2 separate regions of the Anas platyrhynchos genome follow, and region 2 is linked to region 1. Evidence: chromatin contacts called from public Hi-C data. All regions are on one chromosome and are shown on one strand. The core of a region is the stretch at or near the end of the contact, and the rest is flanking DNA. Distances in the headings are between cores, read along the strand shown.

Region 1 (3,173 bases), core at 497-2,996:
TGTGTAAATTTAATGAATTAATTCAGGCTGCTGTTGCCTGCAGTGACTTCTTTGTGTCAAAAACAAACCAGACCATAAACATAGGTTTACACAGTGCCACTGCTTGCTTATTCACTTCCATGTTCTTTACCACACCACAAATTCATATCAAAACATAGATAACGTTAACAGAGAATAATCCATAATCCCTGACATCCTGGTACAATCACTTTGATGTGGATTTAACAAGGAATCGACATATCACCACTGAGGCTTGCTTTCAACAGCAACAACCCACAGTACACATATAACTCCCCGAGTATATCACAAAGACTTATGCATTGACACTGAAAGTATATAGGAAACATACACGTTATGGGGAAAGTACAAACATGTGGTGTAGCAGGCATTACTGTTGGGCTGTAACAGTGAAACATTGTACCACTTAAGCAGAATGAGTTGGGTTCACAAAGGGTTATTTCATAAAATGGTTGTTTCCTTCCTATAGCATCTCATCTCGAAGTTTAGTACAGGGTAGTAGATTACACTTTTCCTCCTGGATTCAGATAGGCCTTGATTTTCATTTTTAAATGCAATGGAGGCACTGAATTCAGTAGAGCTTTGACATACATTTAAAATAAAAGCTGTAATGGAAACTTATTATTTCCCCCCCAAAAAAAAATCAGTCTGCAAAATGCTTCCAGACTGATGTTCAAGCTATTTACATATAAAAAGAAGGAAGAAGTGCATTACTTTCAATTGCTTGAGAATTTGTACAGCTTTCCATTAAACACTACAGCAACAACCACACACCTCCAGCATCAATCCACAAAACGTTTAATATTAAAAGCCAAGCCACAGTCTTACAGGAGATGAAAAAAGGCACGTTATGAAAATTAATAACTTTAATTATCACGATTTGGTTCGGTTTTAGCGCTTCCCACAAGAACGCACAAAACAGGGAGGAGGCACCGTAAGCACTCGGTTAAAATATACCCACCCCTAGCCGAGAGCTTTTTGGTGTTGATGATTTTGGCAGCGTACTCTTGTCCTGTCGTAATTTTCATACATCTCCTGACGACCGAGAACGCCCCTCTGCAAACCAAGAAGCGGACAAAGTGTCAGCGGCACCGAAAAGGGGGGCTCCCTGCGGATACGGTGGCAGAAGCGTTCTCGCCGATTTCAGCGAGCGGTGCGACGCCGAAAATTTTTATAAAAAAAAAAAATAAGAAAGAAATGAGAAGAGACAGAGAAGGAAGGCGTTTTGGGGCGTCGCTTGATATCGATTTTATTCCCCACAACGGCAAACTCGGGTCGGAGCGGCGCGGCGGGGCGGCAGCCACGTCCACAGCCGGCGGGGCCGCCGCACAGCGGGGGCTGCCCGGTGCCGGTCCCCGTCCCCATCCCGGTGCAGCTCCCGGTCCCCCCCCCACCCCCCGAGTCCCCCCCGTCTCCCCCCGCCCCAGCCGGGCGCCAACATGGCGCTGGCGGCCCCCCGCCGCCCGTTAACGGCCCCCGCAGCCCCCAACCGACGGCGGCGGAGGAGCGGGGCGAACCCCACGGCACCCCCCGGGGCTCCCGGCCGCCTTACCCACCCCCCCGTCTCCCCGTGCTTACTTCCCGAGCTCCTCGAAGAGCTGGTACTCGTCGGTGAACCTGGTGCAGGTGGCGGTTGAGGCCATCATGAGGGCGGGCGGCCGGCCGCCGGTGCCTCCGGCGGCCAGGGGCGGCGGAGGGGCTGCGCGCTGGGGCAGGGCTGGGCTGGGCGAGGCGAGGCGAGGCTCCGCCGGCTTCTCCTCCTCCTCCTCCTCCTCCTCCTCCCCGTGACGGGGCTGCCTCGGCGCTCTCCCCGCCGCCCGGTCCTCCCGCCGCGGCTCTCCCCTCCCCTCTCTCCCACCCCCTAGGAAAATAATAATAAAAAAAATAATTATTTAATAAATAAATTTAAAAAAATGTATCCACGCAGAGGCGGCACCCCGAAACGGAAAGCAAAACCGCGGCTGGGAGAAGCGGCGGCGCCTCCGTGCCGCTCTCCCGGTGCCGTGCCTCCCCCTAGCGACCCGCGCCCGCCCCGTCGCGGCTCTCTGCTGCCGCCTCGCCGCCGGCTCCACCCCCACCGCGGTGAGCCGCGGCCCCGTCGGGGACGCTGCGGTGATGGCGAAGCGGGGAAGGGAAGAGAAGAAGGGGAAGGGGAGGGGGGGGCTGCTGCAAGCCCTGAGGAAACGGATGCACCTGCGGCCCGCTCCGCCGCGGCCGCCTGACGTCAAGCGCCGCCCCGCCCCGCCTCGCCTCGCCTCGCCTCACGGCCTCGCCTCACGGCCGCAGCACCGGCGGGGCGGGGGCGGCGGCGGTCGGCGAGGGGAGGGCACGTGCGGGGCGGCGCCGCTCAACGGCCGCCAACGGTCGCCGCCTCGCGGACGCCGCTGGGGAGCCCTGAGGGGAGCCCTGAGGGGAGCCCTGAGGGGAGCCCTGAGGGGAGCCCTGAGGGGAGCCCTGAGGGGAGGCAGCCCCCGCGGTGCGCCCGTCGGAAGGCGGGGGTGTCGTTCTCCTCACCTCCCCGAAAGACACGCTGGGGAATAAAGCTTTTACACGCTGGGGGGGTTCTCGTGAAGTGGAATGTGTGCGTGTTGCTGTTCATCTTAACCTGACGGTTTCCTTTTCTAAAATGTTTAACGCCGAGGTAATGACAGCAGGTGAAGAAGCACCTCTTCGAATTACAACCTTCTAGCCCCAAGTCCAGTCTCCCGACTTCAAAATTTTTGCCACTTTAACAAAACACCCCCCAAACACAGCTACTTTTGCACGTGCCACCAATGCATAAATTAATAACCCTGATCATGTCTCTGGCCTAGCCTCTGCCAGTGGTTATTTCCCCCGTTTTGCACAGCTCGTACCATTTTTGGGATATTCCTTCCCGATATCCTCAGCGGTGGCGAGTTAAGTAATGAGTTAAATTAACATCTGCACAGCGCTTTCAACACTCAAAGCACCGAATATGTCAGCTTGCGTTACCGCCAGAGCTGCGCTACGAATCGCAGCCTGTAGCACGCGTCTACAGCACCGAAATCCTTGTGTTGATGCGCGAGAAGCCCCACATCGGAAATACAGCCACGAAATGCATCCACGCAGGTCTCTCAAAGTTCCCGAGATCCCCGAATCGAGACCTCATAGCAAGCGTTAAAAATCCGCCAGCT
Region 2 (3,028 bases), core at 186-2,685, 110 kb before region 1:
GTTTCAACAGAAGATGAAGCAGATTTACTGTTTTTTTCCTAAGCCAAAGACAACAGCCTTTTGGACAGTGTTGTGTGGACCGTGCCCTTAAACAACACGCAGCTGTCACTTCTGGACGACAAAAGGCATACCAGATAATTATCATGCATGAACTTAGAATGACTGCAATTACTTGGAAAACATTAATAGCCCAGCCCGGGACGTTGAGGACTCTACTTTGGATTCAATAGTGTCACTTCGTACTATCAGGAGACCTGCTGCAGTCAAGCATGTAGAATGGCAGCGTTAACTATTGAAATTACTTGCAAATAAATTAACGTGATTTACGCTTTGTTTTTCCAAACATATTTGTTCTTAGAGATCTAGTAATATGCCTCTGCATATTCTTCTCTGCAATAAAATTAGGGGTTTTGTTTTTGTTTTTAAATTTAACTTCCATGGGGAATGCAAGAGGGTCGCAAGCATAGCATTTAAAAAAGCAGCCATGCTGCTGGTTGCCAAGAGCTGAAATTCCTACACAGAAGTGCACTTCCACCATCTGTTAAAGACAGGCTGCCACTAACAGGTCAGTTTTTTCTGGATCTAGGATCTGCCACCATTCTGACTTGCACAAGGATTTCGAGAAGAGCAACAACACACAGTTTTGCAGGTCATAAGAGGTTGCAAAAGCTCCCATTTGCTACTAAATTACACTTAAAGGTCGGTTAAATAAAAGCAGATTGTTCAACTGTTCAAATCTCCTCCTCTCATTGCCCGCCCACATCCCCAAACATGCCATCAAATTGTGGTCTGCATTACTCGAAAAAAAAATCCAGAGTTTTGCAGTTAAAAGATCCATGCCAGGCCATAACCATCTTTTGCATATTGTAGTTCTGCTCTTGGGCCTTTGCATCTTCTTTTCTGTACAGAGTTCTGCTGCAATTTTACCACAGTCTTTCATTTCACTCTTCTTTTATTTTTCTTTTGCCAGAAAGTAGTAAGTGAAGAAGGATGGTTTTGTGTTTCCTGAAGTTTTCACTTTCAGAAATGCAACTGGGTACTACAGTTTGGCAGAAACAGTTTTTCTCACACTGTTTCCAATTCATCCCGGATTTGCCAGAATAAGGAATCCACACATGGTTTGGAGCAGGCAGCAGCTGCATTTAATACATTTCCGAAGAAAAAGTTATTTTTTGTGAATGTATAAAACATACTAGAAAGCACTCCTTATTGTGTAGCCCGAAAGTCAGTTTACAAGGCTACAATCAAGTTATTTTTTTTTTTTCCTTTTCATGCTAAAAGCATAATGCTGCATGTGCAATGAGGACAGGAAACCCTCAGAGCAGCTGGACAAATCTGACATCCTTTCATTTAGACTTGGTACGTGTTATCCAGCTCCCTGCCATGAAAGAGTTACAGACTGGTCAGAGATTCGTCATTCTCTTTTTGTACAACCGTGACCTGGGGAAATCCAGAATTGCAAAACGGGTTGAAGATTTTGTATGTCTCTCTAGAATACATCACGCTCTTTAAGCTGTCCAAGTGTAACCCTTTATGATCATACATGACACATACTTTTATTATTTCAAACAATGCTTGTGACAGTTATTTTTTGGGGAGTGAAGGAGGGCAAGAAAGAAGACAGCAATCTGATTCCAAAAATTAATACTAACCACCAGAAAACTCCTGTCCTGGAAGGAAATTCCTGCTCCCTATAACTCATTCTGGAAGAAAAGTAAAGAGACAGAAGCCGTGACAGAAAGAATTAGCGTGTGTTTCACTGCCTTAGCTCTCAAGCCATTTTTCTTCTGCCTTTCTAAAGGATCTGGTATTTCAGATAGCGCATTTCCATTTGCTTTCAGAAGAAAGTCTTCTTTTACTTGAGATCTTGAAGCCCAAGTGCCCAAAGTCCTCTCCCTTATCCATGAGGCGAGTTTACTAATAGCTTTGAGAGACAAACTTGCCTCTCTGAGCTTCCCAGTAAAAGAAAAAGATGTTTAACTGTTTCTTTGCATGCCAGCATGCTTCTAACACAGGAGGCAAGAGTACACAGCTAAGAAAGAGGCGATGCTGTTCTCGGCACAGGAGCCTTCTGTCTGAGGACAGATGCTCTTCTCAGCACAGGAGCTTTCTACTTGACTTCTCGGGACCATCACTGTGAGAATGCTGTAGCATTTCCATCTTTCTGAACATGTTTGACAGCCCAGTCATCCGGAGGAGAGAGAGGGCTTGTGCCAGCAGTCTTGCAGCAGCAGGCCTTTCCGCAGCGATGTGCGAACACCAGCACGTGTCCCAGAAGCACTCCAATCATGCTGATGAGAGAGTTAAAGTTCTCCCTTCCATACCCTGCCCCAAAATCTCTGGATGACAGACAGGAACACCGTGTATTCAGCGAATACACCAAAGGCATGGAAAGTGGCTGCTGTTTCCCCTGGTCCTGACTACAGGTGAGGGCAGACTCAGAGGGCTGAGCCCCACAGCCCAGACCCGGACAGCGAGGTATCGGTAAGCCTCTAGCGGGGTTTCTCCTCGGAGGTGAAGCGAACCAATAACCGAAAGACAACAAAACCAAAAAGAAAGGGCAAGAAGAGCACCGTGGCTGCTCGTGAGGGTTTGCTGCTCTCCGCTGAGGCACGGCGGAGCGCCGCCGGGACGGGGACGGGCGGAGCCCCCGGCTGGGGAGGGCTCGGCGGGGCAGCAGCACTCACCTTGAGGTCGCGATGGACTACGCCCATCTGATGGCAGTGGAGCACAGCCTCCAGGATCTGCTGAATGCAATGACTGCATGCAAACACCAGGGGCGCGTGTTAGTTCCAAGCGTGCACTCGCCGCCCGCACGCCCGCAGCCGGGCGCCGGCACGGAGGCGGCGGGGCCAGGGCCGGGGCCGGGGCCGGGGCCGGGGCCGGGGCCGGGGCCGGGGCCGGGGCCGGGCGGGGGGCGCCGCTTTCCCCCCGCCGCGCCGCTGCCCCCCGCCCTGCCCCGCCGCCCCTCAGAGCACGACGGCCTCAGGCACCCTGCCGGCCCCGGGGACCTGCCTCGGTTGGCTTG

Evidence for each region. A called contact is a pair of places that touch in the nucleus more often than the background predicts.
Region 2: a Hi-C map of skeletal muscle shows a contact between it and region 1, with 2.3 times the contacts expected there. The contact joins the enhancer-like site here to the promoter of CAMK2D in region 1. A contact is called at or near these places in 3 of 8 Hi-C or Micro-C datasets (skeletal muscle and subcutaneous adipose tissue).

What each region holds. Positions count from the first base shown.
Region 1 is chr4:5,973,140-5,976,312 of IASCAAS_PekinDuck_T2T, reverse strand. It overlaps CAMK2D (calcium/calmodulin dependent protein kinase II delta), which reads right to left and starts at 1,746. Exons shown (of 19, transcript XM_027456588.3): 1 at 1,597-1,746; 2 at 980-1,074. The coding sequence starts at 1,664. It also overlaps a transcript of ARSJ not described here.
Region 2 is chr4:6,083,133-6,086,160 of IASCAAS_PekinDuck_T2T, reverse strand. The region is part of intron 6 of CAMK2D (calcium/calmodulin dependent protein kinase II delta); the gene reads right to left. Among named protein-coding and RNA genes, the nearest start is that of CAMK2D, 110 kb to the right of the region's middle. Within about 2 kb of position 1,435, at least 1 of the 8 cell types and tissues checked has an H3K27ac peak or open chromatin away from gene starts, as enhancers often do.